2 separate regions of the Gossypium hirsutum genome follow, and region 2 is linked to region 1. A link is a contact called in public Hi-C data. All regions are on one chromosome and are shown on one strand. The core of a region is the stretch at or near the end of the contact, and the rest is flanking DNA. Distances in the headings are between cores, read along the strand shown.

Region 1 (6,696 bases), core at 1,425-3,924:
TTTTTTGTAAATATGGACTTGGACTGTTGGTTTTAATTTGGATTTTTGAACTGTGATTTTGGAATATAAACTGCAACACTAAAGCATGGTTTTTAAAATTAACTAAGGTTTTAGTAAGTAAAACGGTACCAAGAGTTAATTGGATTTTATAACTTCTGCATAAGAGTAAAAGATAATAATTTGACAGATTTATTTTTATGTATCAGTACAGTTTCCAAAAACACTCTCATTTGACATTGCCAGATTCGGCCATAACGACTAGGCCAAGTTTGGGGTGTTACAGACTATGCATATCAGCTTTGAGGTTAGGCCATCTCCATTTAAACTGATGTGGCTCCACTCATACCTTAAACCGTTACAACATGTTACGTGTCATTTGGCAAACTCTAAACATATGGAAAAAAAATTAATAATTTCCTATCTTCACAACTTGTTTTCGCCAATCCGTATTTTTGAATTCCTTGTGGAAGTTCGTTGCAATGTGTCTGATGCAGTAGACAAATCTCCACGGAACACCCAAACACCTAATTACAACAACTAGACCTTTGATCTATCGGAAATGATGCAAACGCTGTCTTGAGTGACAACATGTCCCCGCAAGTTCTCTACGAAAAATTCTTATGACTTTGAGTCCTCTCCTTTAATAGTGGAAAATGCTATCAGTAGAATGTTTTAATTCATATCTTGTGCAACTACAATAAGGAGGATTTACATATATTTCCCATACAATTAGGTCTCATCTACCTGCACAAGTGGCTTATAGTGGGGAAAGACCCTAATGCATGGATTGAATGTCCAAAAAATACTGTAAAAAGTTCTTTTCTTCAGATATAGTTGGTTACCTCGGTCGTGATAAGGAAACGTCTGCAACTCAACAACAGTCCTTGGAATGTACTCTCACATTGCGGCAATCCACCCTTGGAGCTTGTTGTATGACACATCCCAATTTTCGTACAACTAATCCATGACCATCTGTTTAGCCAACTATGCCTTCCAGTATGAAACTCAGTAGTGAAACTGTTCTTGCATTTCAGTAATCAGCAACGATACAACAATGGTGAGGCTGTCTTTAACCATTGCTAATATGCAGTTGCAGATGGTTTTTGAATCAAGCTTGCGGTGGTCCTACGTCATACGAGCAGAAGTGCATGCATGAGGCCCAACATATTTTCATATCTCTCATTGTTGAGACCTTTGGATAAATTTAGCTCATACCAACCACTTGCACCCTTTTATCAACTTTCAACACTCACCAACATAAATCGTCGATTTAGAGTCAACCACCCTATAGTAGGTAAACACTTTCAAACTATAGCGCTTGATGGTATTGACACACTCGTCTTTGCTCGCGAATCTATGACCCACGAACAACTATTCCAATTCAGGATCTTCTAACATCAAGTGAGTAGGTATGATGCCTAAGTACTCAGGGAACTCAGAAGCATGTGCCGTATCGGGATCAACGATTGACATATAGACATCGGGATCATTGCGTATGACGATGCCACGGCTCGAGTTTTCGACCGAAGGGGCATGATCATTTCCATTATTTTATCCTTCGTCGTGGATATCGTCTGCGACATCGTCTAAATCGGGGTCACTAAAATCTTCACATTCATGATCAGAACAATCATTATTATCAGATCCATCTTCACCAAGTGCATCAATTTCAATAACGTCTGGATATATTTGCAATCCACCACTGTACTAACCTAAACATCCAACGTTGAGATCGATGTCAAAATCGTGCATAAACAACTTGGGAACCTCGGTACACGAGTCTTCAACTCCAAGTTGTTGACTTAACTGAGTTACATTTTCAACGGGCTTTGCATCTGCTAACTCAGCAAATAACTGAATCGGTTCAGGGTTCAACCTCCCTGGCGGGTAATATAATACGACCATTGTCTCAACGTCTTTATCGTCCAGAAGTTCCATCTCGGTAAATTTGATAGGATTTGACGAAATTGGAAATTTGTCATATAGTTTCATCATCCTCCTTCCATAACGCCGGGAAATTTTTTCACTGACCTTCTATTTCATATCACTGACGAACATATTCTTATCGAATATCATTCCGATTTTTTGACGAGTTTTAAAAATATAACCAATGGTTGTTTCTAAAATAACACCATCGAAGTAAATTGTTGCAAAAAATTGGTTGTACTTTTTTTTTTGAAATTGCAAAAATAGAAGAAAAAAAAACTTAATTATTTTATTATAATTGTATAAGTTTACTTTTTATTGTTATTTTATTAAAAACTAACTATTTTTTTTAAAAGAAGGAACATTTGGCTATTCTTTAAACCATAACAAACAAAATAAATTGTAATATAAAAAAATAAAATGCCAAAATAATTAGTATTAACCTTCTAAAATATAAGTGAAGAGACTTAATTGCAATTTTCAAATAAGGGAGGGGAGGATATTCAAAAAAAAAAGTCTCTATTTAACTCAAGAACTAATGTGTGAGGTTGAGGGATCAAATCAATCACTTTTTATAATAAAAAATAATAATATAATAATAAAATATTTTTTAAGTTAAAAAAAATATTTTATTAAGAATAATAGAGTGTCTTCTGACACATCAACATATTAAAAAGATAATTTTTTTAAAAGAGAAAAACGATACCGTCGATTAATAGGATGTTGTAACGTGTTGATTTTTCAGTTTTGCGTACAATTAGAATGGAGGAAATAATGAAGTGTTAAGTCCTTTCATCGTTAAACTCAAATTTTCAGAAAACCAAAACTATGCCAAGAACCTCCTCTACTTCTATCCCCACAGCGCGTCCAATACAACTCCACAACCTCCCCCCCCCTGCACGCGTCAAACTAACGCGTGTGGCAGCTTTCACTCAACAGAATCTACAAGTACAGAACCGAAAGCCTCCTAAAACGAAACTAGTACACAAACAAATTTAGGGGAAAAACAAAATTAGATAGGAAAACGGCAAGGCAGCAAAGCAAACCCAGAGGATCTAGGGTTGCCTTGGATCTCTCTGTTTCCAAAGACACATATTTAGGTCTCTCTCTCTTTTTTCAATCCATTACTTCTTTGTTTTTCATGTAAATTAGGGTTTTCGAAACGTGTAAGTTGATGCAAAGGCTGAGAGACTCCTTTGTTTTTGGGACAGTGGTGTCTTGCTCTTAAGGTTTTAACCTTTTTTTTTATCGATCGAAATCGAATTCTAAAATCGGTGATTCTGGGAATTGGACTCTTTTATCAATTTTATCAGAATCGATGATGGAAAAGGCGGATTTTTGAGATTTTTTAATCTTTAATTTATAATATTTATTTTATTTTTGCTATCTGTCAATATGCGAGGACTGCACAAATCAAAAAAGGTTACTTGGGCACCGGATATTAACCTTTGTCAGGTAAGGATTGCTCTTTTAGTTTCGCAATTCCTAAAATTTGAGCTCCGTTTTAGCTGAAATAGAGAAATGGAAATGAGGGTGGAAAATTTTGAAGTTAAATGGACCTTTATTTTCTTAAACCTGTTAACTGTGTTTGAATTTTATTTGAATCTATTTGGTGATTACTAGTTCATTATTAGTCTTCTTGCAAAGCATAACTACGAATGTGCTTTTTCATTTTTGGTGAGGGCATTGTTGTATGAAGCCTTTTAGAGTATGAATGATGGAGTTCTTTCATTCTCTTTCGGTAGTATTTATGGCTAGTTTAGGTTTTACTTAACTGGTTTTATGGGAATAAAAATCAATGGAGTTTGGAAATATGTTATGCAAGTTAGACATAGAATATGAAAGAACAGTAGTAAAAGACTTTGATTTTTAGGTCATTCAGAAATTTCAACGACAATAAATATATAGCTGCAATAAACTTCCCCGGCTCGTCAATTCCTTTCATTTAATGTTCATTTACTGATCTACAGAGAACAAAATAACACATAACTAGGGTACGAAATTGAAATCTCGATCAATGCATGTTAAGTTAATAATGTTTGTTAAGTTCTGAAGTCTTGACTTCAAATTTTTGCTTTTAGTTATCAGAGAAGCTTGTTATTTGTTGTCTTTCCTTTTTCATGTAGGATAATTGTGTCTCTAAAGTGTCTTCAGTATATCCCCTTTTTCCCAAGTCGTCAATAATTTGAAAGAATATATAATTTCTTTTGGAGAAGTTCCAATTGTGACATCTCATTTGTATGTGTACGGTTCCTTACAATATGAAGGGACATCTGCCTTCAGTCCTTAGATTTTCAATTCAAAGTAGAGCCAAGCTGAAATGAGATGTTACTCTTGTCTGATGTGAGATTTCAGTACTAACTGAAAATATAAATGCTTCTATTAACAGATAAGGCTCTTTCTATCAGAGGAATCACCTTTACAAGTTGGGTTGGGAACTCAAGATCACCTCCAAGCAAAAACGTCTTCTATATCACATTTAAATGGGGCAACTGTGGATGACTTTCTGCCTCCTGGCTTTGAAGGATCTTGTTCTACAGATCAAATGCAGATTAACTTGACAGAAATCCTTGTCACTAAATGGAGATGTCCTCTCAGAGTAACAGCTCTAAAGACTTAGTTTTTTGGCCATTTCCATTTTGGTTTGATTTATGATTATTGCTCTTAGCATTTTCATCAACGCTGATTTTGTATTTCCACAGTTTGTATTGGACTTGAATTGGCAAGTGGTTGCCGGAGAGGAAAGTAAAGAGGCAGATGTTCAAAACCAAAGAGAACTGAGAGTACTTGAAGCTGTTTATCCACGCCCATCTGCAATTCCTACTAAGTTTGATACTTCCCTTTTTCTTTTAATTTGAGGGGGGTGGATTTTGTAAGAACTGCTTCCCTTAGAGTTTTAATTTGCCCTGTCCCTAACTTTCCTTCTTATTATGCAGTCCTTCTGTCTCAGCTGACATGGCATACTGTCACTATGATGATAAGCAAACTCCTCAAATACCCATCACTCCCATTGAAGACGAGGATGCGGCAATCGGAACACAATCGAATGTCTTAGCACCGTTCGGTGCCTCCACTAGTTTCCAGCCTCAGTTGTTGGATATTTTACCTCATTTGAATTGCAGTATACCAATTATTTCAAGTGTTCCTACCAATGAGAAACCAACAGCTGCTGCCTTTACAGCAATAAATCAAAGCAATGAAAATGGAAACATGATTGATCCTGACTTGCTCGTCCAAATTCTCAGCAACCCCAAATTGATTGAGAAATTAGTTACAGAGCATGAAGTGGCTTCAGGTGCACAAAGCTTACCTATAACATCAACCAATTTGGTACCATCGTTTGACATGCCTCCATCTGCAGCTTACATCAGTAGAACAGAAAATGGTGGAGCGTTTTACGGCAATTTAAATGGGGTTGGAATTGGAGCCTCAAATATACATGGTTTGGTTCCTGGTGTATGTCCAATTTCACATTCACTTGCAATGGAACTTCCCCAAAAGAAGGATGTAAACTATTACAAGAACTTGATTCAACAGCATGGAGGAGAAAGTCAAGTAGGAGGCCAGAAGTTCAATAACCGATACAATCAACAGTTAAGACCCAGCCAAGAAGTAATAAATAACCCGAGGTCAAGAGATTCGAAGCTGAGGATAATGAAGCCTTGTGTTTACTTTAACAATTCCAGGGGATGCAGGAATGGCGCCAATTGTACGTACCAACATGATACATCCTCCCAGAACAGGGGCAATAGTATTCCCGACGCCCCTAATGCAAAGAGAATGAAAATGGATAGAGATAGGCAGTTGAAAACATACTAGTATGCCTTGTTTTTTCAAGTAGTTCAATTATAGCTTTCACCTTCCTTGATTTTTCCTTTTATTTTTTGCGTCTTCCGTCCACCATTTGATGAATTACTTACCATCACTTGGGGATATATTTTCTGGGACGGCGTTTCTTTTTGGTGGTTTTCTTGTTCTTCCTTGCTTTGATCCAAATTTGATAATGTTAGTCCCCTATATATAACATACATGCAAACGCATCTTCAATTCATTACGTACTGCTTTTATAATTTTATATACAATATATATATTCCTTAAAACTATTTAAAAGATGTTATGCACTTAAATTTATAAATATTATACACCTAAAAATGTTCCAAAATCATATTTTATTTTCAAGTTGCTGCGATAAAAAGCAATTGAGCTGCCCCATAGGCTACATATGAATACCTTAAATGTTCTGTTATAATAGCGGTATATTAATGTGAATGTTGTTGGAGACTACGTTTTTTATTTGAATCTTGGAAGACGACTGTCGAAGAAGGGAACAGCGACAAACCCCCGCAGTATGTTGCATACACAGAATAGGCGAGTAAAGCGATAGAAAGAGGCCCCAATTTCCCCAAGCGGTTAAAAAAACTTTATTAGTTCCAAAATTTAATAACTTTCTTCAATTTGATCTAATATTTTTATCCGTATTAATCTCATAACTTTTCTTAATTTCACAGTGAAATGAGAATACCACATCATGAAAATTTAGTTTGTTTTACATAAAAATTTCATGTGATGAAATAACACAATTTCAAGCATCAGTGCATCACATTATTATTTCAGTAAAAAAAAAAAAAGCGAACAAATTTTGAGACTAAACGTGAAAAGACTAAAAATTCAGAGACTAAAAATTTATACAACCAATGTGCAACAGAACGAAGAAATTGTTTTCTCATTGACGTATCTCTTCGAAATAGTTACAGATGATCCACATGACTA
Region 2 (6,189 bases), core at 1,503-4,002, 72 kb before region 1:
AGCCAGCAGCGAGAGAAGCAGGGCAAAACAGAAAATACAATGAACTCCACCTACAGTTTCAGAATGTGATAAAGATGTTTTAGCAGTCGCAGAATCCACCATCTTAGACGTTTATTTTCTTATTGTAAGAATGTTTTAACAATATAACTTTTAACATTACTGTAAGAATATTTTGTTATTTCATTTATTAATTTATATAATATATCTTTCGTTGGATTTTTGAAGTATCATTTAGATTTGTTATTATTGGTTGGATTTAATGTTACAGGAAAGTTGTATATGAATGAAAATAGGATATTAGATATCTGCTAAAATAGTGGCATTTTTTAGAGAAGCGCCGCTAAAGGTCATGTTCTATAGCGGCACTTTTCTAAATGTCAGGTTCTTTAGCGACGTTTGTATGAAAAGCGCCGCCAAAGGTCACGTTCTATAGCGGCGTTTTTTAGAAAAGCGCCACTAAATGTCAGGTTCTTTAGCGGTGTGTGAAAAGCGCCGCTAAAGGTCACATTCTTTAGCGACGTTTGTGTAAAAAGCGTCGCTAAATGTCATGTTCTTTAGCGGCATTTGTGTGAAAAGCGCCGCTAAAGGTCACGTTCTTTAGCGGTGTTTGTATGAAAAGTGCCCCTAAAGGTCACGTTCTTTAGCGGCGCTTTTTACACAAATGCCGCAAATTTTAGCAGCGTTGTCTTTAGCGGTGTTTTTTACGGTGCTTATAATCGTTGCTAAAGGCCCAAAAAAAACGCCGCAAAAAACCTGTTTTGCTGCAGTGATCATGTACCCAAAATTCTTGTAATCCACTGTTTGTGTTGAGCTTTCCTTGCTTTGCAGAAAAAGACTTTAGATTTACTGTATTTAATAGAAAGCCCTGAGAAGTGGCAATAGGTGTTGACAATAGCTTTTAAGGCCTGTGTTGATTGGATTTTGGCCTTGAAGAAAAGATAAGAGTTGTTAGAAAAACGTAGATGATTAATAGGCATGTAATGTTTGCTGGCGCAAACCTTTGATACTTGTGAGGATTGTTCAGCTTGGAGTAGCATCAAAGAGAGGATGTTTTGGCATAGTCGAAACAGGTAGGAGAAAATGGGTCACCTTGGTGGAGTCTTCGATGTGGCTGTATTGGTGGCGTTGGATGACCATTAATTAAAATTTGATAGGACATGGTTTTTACGCACCGGGATATTAGCTAAAGCCAATGATTGTTGAAACCCATATTCCTCAAAACAACAATAAGAAAATCTCAGTTTATGCGGTCATAGGTTTTGCACATGTCACGTTTCAACGTTGCTAGAATGTCTTTTTCATACCGTTTGGATCAAATGGTATGAAGTTCACTTCCCAGTTATATGTTATCCATAATGTTCTGACCATGAGTGAAGGTGTTTTGGAATGGTGATATGACAACATCCATTATTAGCTTGAGGCGGTGAACAAGAACTTTTTAGCAAATTTTATAAATGACACTATATAGAGATTAATTGGTCGAAAATTACCAAAGTTATGTTAGCGGGTATCTTTCAAGATAAGCGTAAGTAAAATTCGCCTAAATTAAGAAACCTGACACAAAGTTGTGTGGTCAGAAGGCTGACTATATCCCAATTATGTTGATAGAAGAATCCTGATTTGCCATCAATGCTAGGGGCTTTTGATGGATGCATTTGAAATGCTGCAGCTTTGAATTCTTCAAGGGTGAATTCTTTGTTAAGTTGTCCCTATAGGTGGGAGGGAAAATTATGTAAGTTGAATTGAATTCCCTTATAATAGACATATTATATTATAATATTATGTATATGAATGAATTATAAAATATACTTTTGTAATATTAAATTTAAAATCATTAATAAAGAAAAAACAAAAACTAGCTTGTCGAAACATTAAACATTATGAAGCTAATTTAATTTATATTTAGGAAAGGATTTTAATCGTAATAGGAATAATATTTTTAACTCTTGTAAATAAAATGTGTAAATAAGTTAGGGGAGTTTGGTTCACATAAATTTTTGTTAAGGAATGTAATATTACTTATTGTTGGTAAGTAACTCTTTTACTGGACTCTACAATTTAATATTCTCCGAAATTTAAATATTATATTTAATATAGTATTATTGTTTCCTCGATTTCTTTTATTTTATTATTACATATCATTATATTTTTATTAAAAAGTCTTTAAATTTAGGCAATATATTGCCTTGACTTGTATGTAGCTTTTACCATATATCTGTTTGACATAGATTCAAACCCTATCACCCCACCTTTTACTACCAATATTGTATAAAATGATATTTAAATTGAATCAATAATTTTATTCATTGAAGTGAATTTCATTTAATTATTAATATATTAAGTTAAATTATTATATTATAATAATTTAAAATATAATATTGATTGTATGTAATGATGATTAAAACTCTTATAAGATATCCCTCTAATATAAGTTCAAATTATGTTCCTCTCCTTTTCAATATTTTATCAAAAAATAATTTAAAATCTGTACATAATATATTTACTTAATTTATAAAAAACATAAAATGAAAGGAAATCTATATATATATATAAAAGGAAAACATATCATGAAATTGAATATCATCTCTTAATCTTACTTACATTACCTAGAGCTGAATTAAGATTACCCCTATATTTTAGAATAAGATTATTTAGTATTGGGCTCAGAGGCCACGTATGAGGTGGCTTGCGGAAGGTGACAGGAACACTCGCTATTTCCAAGCACGCGCCACGGGTAGAAAAAAGAAAAATCAAATTGAAAAGTTGAAAGACTCAAGGGGGACGTGGCATACGGATAAAAAAGAGATTTGTAACGTAGCCTGGAGCTATTTTAATGAGCTTTTTAAGACAACTACCGTTACTTTTATTGAACCTGACTTGCATTATATTCATTCATGCATTACTGACCAAATGAATGCTAATTTGGATAGGGAATTCACGGATGAAGAAATCATCACAGCCTTTAGAAACATGGACCCACGCAAGGCTCCTGGATGTGACGGTCACTCAGGATGTTTTTTCAAAGAACACTGGCCAACAATTGGAAAAGATATTTTAAAGTTTTGTCACGAGGTCCTCAAGGGCAACAAAGATGTTGCTTGTGTTAACGAAACCGTGCTTGTTTTAATTCCTAAAATAAAACAACCTATTAATATGACTAATTTTCGGCCTATAAGCCTCTGTAGGGTTATTTACAAAATTAACTCCAAAGTCTTGGCCAACCGTTTGAAAGTCGTTTTGCCTACTTGCATTTGTCAGAATTGGAGTGCGTTTGTATCGGGATGTATGATCCACGACAACGTTATAATTGCCCACGAACTGATGCACTATCCTTAGAGCTCAAAGAACGGTCCGAATAAAGGCTTTGTTCTTATCTGGAAAAATTTAGTTTTAATTTGAGTTTGGTGGATAAAATTATACAGTGTGTGCGCTCTATTTAGTATATGGTTAAGTGTAATTTGATGTTGTCTGATATTATTATCCCGGAAAGGGGTCTCCGATAAGGGGAACCCTTGTCCTCTTACTTTTTTTTTTATATGCATGGAAGTTCTTTCCCCTATGCTTATTCAGGCTCAAAAAGCTAATACCATCAAAGGTATTCGGGCAAGTCAGAATGGCCTGAACATTAATCATCTCTTCTTTGTTGATAACGCTCTTCTTTTTGTTAGGAATAAGAAAAGTGAAGTTGATGAGTTCATGAATATCCTAATGGAGTTCGAAAAGATTTCGGGTCAAAGCATAAACCTCGACAAGGCCATGGTGTATTTCAGTCCGAACACCCCTGTCTCTCAGCGCCATTATTTTGGTAGTTTACTAAAAATGGAGGTGGTGGATAAGCTTGACAACTACCTTGGTCTCCCTCTAATTGTTGGCAAGAAAAAGTCAATCGTGTTCAAAAGCAGTTAAATATGACTCCTATTTTCAGTCAAATTTGAGAAATAATCTTTCAGTTAAAATCTATTTATTTGTTTCAATAAACACTGATTAGTTTAGATTATTTTATTATTATTTGACCTATGAATTTAACCTATAAGTAGGCTCTTTTACAACCTTAGAAAAAACACCCATTAGATATTAGAACTCATAACACATTTAAAGAATTTTGTGTTTACGTTTTGAGGGTTCTTTGTTTTCGGGTTTTCGAGGTTTAGTCTTTATCTACATCTTTTGTACTATTCGTTCTTTTTTCATTATAGTAAAATTATCTTTGCGCGTGATTTTTTATCCTCTTTGAAGGGGTTTTTTCACGTTAAATTTGTGTGTTAAAATTTTCAATTTATTCCGCTATTTTTTCTTGTTCATTGCTTAATCGGGTCAATCCTAACAAAAGCATCTCTAATCGTATCTCGAGTCGGATGAATAGTTGGTCAAAGAGACTATTGTCTTACGGAGGTAAAGAAGTCTTTATCAAGTCCGTCCATTAGTCCATCCCAACGTATGCTTTCTCGGTTTTTCTTGCCCCTAAAGGCGTTATTAAGGAGCTTCATTCTAAGATTAGCCGTATGTGGTGAGGGGGAAATGAAAAAAATCGTTGTTGGTCTATGCTCGTGTGGAATAGGGTTTGTTTCCCTAAGGGTATGGGAGGCCCCGATTTTAGGGATCTCCATTTGTTTAACATTGCTCTTTCAGGGAGACAAGTATGGAGGCTTATCATGTGCAAGGATGCACCATGCTACAGGGTGCTTAGTGCTAAATACTTCCCCAGTGGTGATATTTTCCATACCAAACGCATCGACAAACCGTCTTATATTTGCTCGAGTATTTCCGCGGGTGCGAGACATTTAAACAATGGCTTCGGGTGGATTAGGGGTGATGGGAGAAGCATTGATTTTAGACGCGACAATTGGGGCTTTGAAGGTCTGACTGGGGAGTTGGTTCATCCAAATGCACCGAATATTAGTGAAAGTAGAGTGTGCGATTGATGGAACAGAGATAGTACGGGCCGGAACCAGGCGAGTCCATGCGATTTATGGGGGAGCAGATATGGTATTTGCCCATTATTCATAATGCCCCAAACTACAGACGTGGCTGGTTCCACAACCCCATGGTTACTTTACTTCCAAATCTGCTTATTCCTGGCTAATTCTTAATAAGGTTGGCTATGGCCCGCACAGATTTTTTTGGAGAAATATTTGGAAGCTTCAAACCCTCCCAAAGATACGTATTTTCTGCTCGAGAATTGGACACGATATCTTGCCTACATATAAAAAAATCGCTGCTATTCGCAAGGAGTTTAAAACAGACTGCCTCCGTTGTGGTGCTGGTGAGGAAACATTACTTCATGCCTTAAAAGATTGCCCCATAGCTCGCGAGATCCTTGTGATGGGGGGCATCAACAGCAGCCTGCTGGAAGGTAACTCTACTCAGAGCATCGACTGGATCGAAGAGATGATGAGGGTGTTGGATATCAAAGCGGTTTCGGATTTCATCACTACATTGTGGAATAGCTGGAATAATAGGAACAATTATATTTTTAGAGGGAAAGAAGATGATGCCAGGGTGGTGTGGGTGAGACCAAGGACGTTAAACGATGACTTCCGTATATATAATTTACTTAATAAACTCATGTTGCCTGTTACCCCGATGGAGAAGAAATAGGAGAAACCCCATGGGGCATGGTGAAGATTAACTTTGACGCGGCCGTCTCGGAGAAGAAGATGAGTTTTGGGATAATCGCGAGGGATTCGGATGGCTTTGTCTTGGGGAGTGGCGCTGTTGAAATTAGTACACAAGCAGAATGGACTGAAATTAAAGCTTTCAAGGAAAGTATCCTGTTTGCTATTAATAGAAATTTCAGTGATGTGCTTTTTGAGCCTGACAATGTCAGCATGGTCAACCAGATCTGCAAGCTGTTGAAGGGTTTCAATGTTGCTAAAGTCTGTTGGACAATGAGATGTTGTAATAGAATTGCGGATTTTATTTGTAAAAAGGCTTTAGCCGATAATTGTAGCTTAAATTTTGATGTGGATTATCCTGGGGATTTCCATGACTTGATTTTAAGTGATTCTATTAATTGAGGTGGTTTTTTTATCAAAAAAAAAATTATTTATTCAAGGCAATATTTAGAAATTAAGAGTCGGAATATTACGTAGGAACATAAAATTAACCCCAAAAAATATAAATGACTTCAATAAAATGTATGGTTACTACTATAGTTTAGTTAAAAAATATTCAAAATTCAGTTTGGAC

What was found. A called contact is a pair of places that touch in the nucleus more often than the background predicts.
Region 2: a contact with region 1 is called in a Hi-C map of leaf, with 1.9 times the contacts expected there. The contact joins the enhancer-like site here to the promoter of LOC121202977 in region 1. A contact is called at or near these places in 7 of 34 Hi-C or Micro-C datasets (leaf, petal and seedling).

What each region holds. Positions count from the first base shown.
Region 1 is chrA01:22,864,718-22,871,413 of Gossypium_hirsutum_v2.1, reverse strand. LOC121202977 (zinc finger CCCH domain-containing protein 6) reads left to right here and starts at 2,674. Exons shown (of 4, transcript XM_041116467.1): 1 at 2,674-3,381; 2 at 4,316-4,525; 3 at 4,629-4,753; 4 at 4,863-5,977. The coding sequence starts at 3,322. The coding sequence ends at 5,745. LOC121230916 reads right to left here. Exons shown (of 7, transcript XM_041116465.1): 7 at 6,624-6,696.
Region 2 is chrA01:22,937,139-22,943,327 of Gossypium_hirsutum_v2.1, reverse strand. No RefSeq gene overlaps it. Among protein-coding and RNA genes, the nearest start is that of LOC121208228, 22 kb to the right of the region's middle. Within about 2 kb of position 2,752, at least 2 of the 9 cell types and tissues checked have an H3K27ac peak or open chromatin away from gene starts, as enhancers often do. A contact at or near this core is called in leaf, where this site is marked.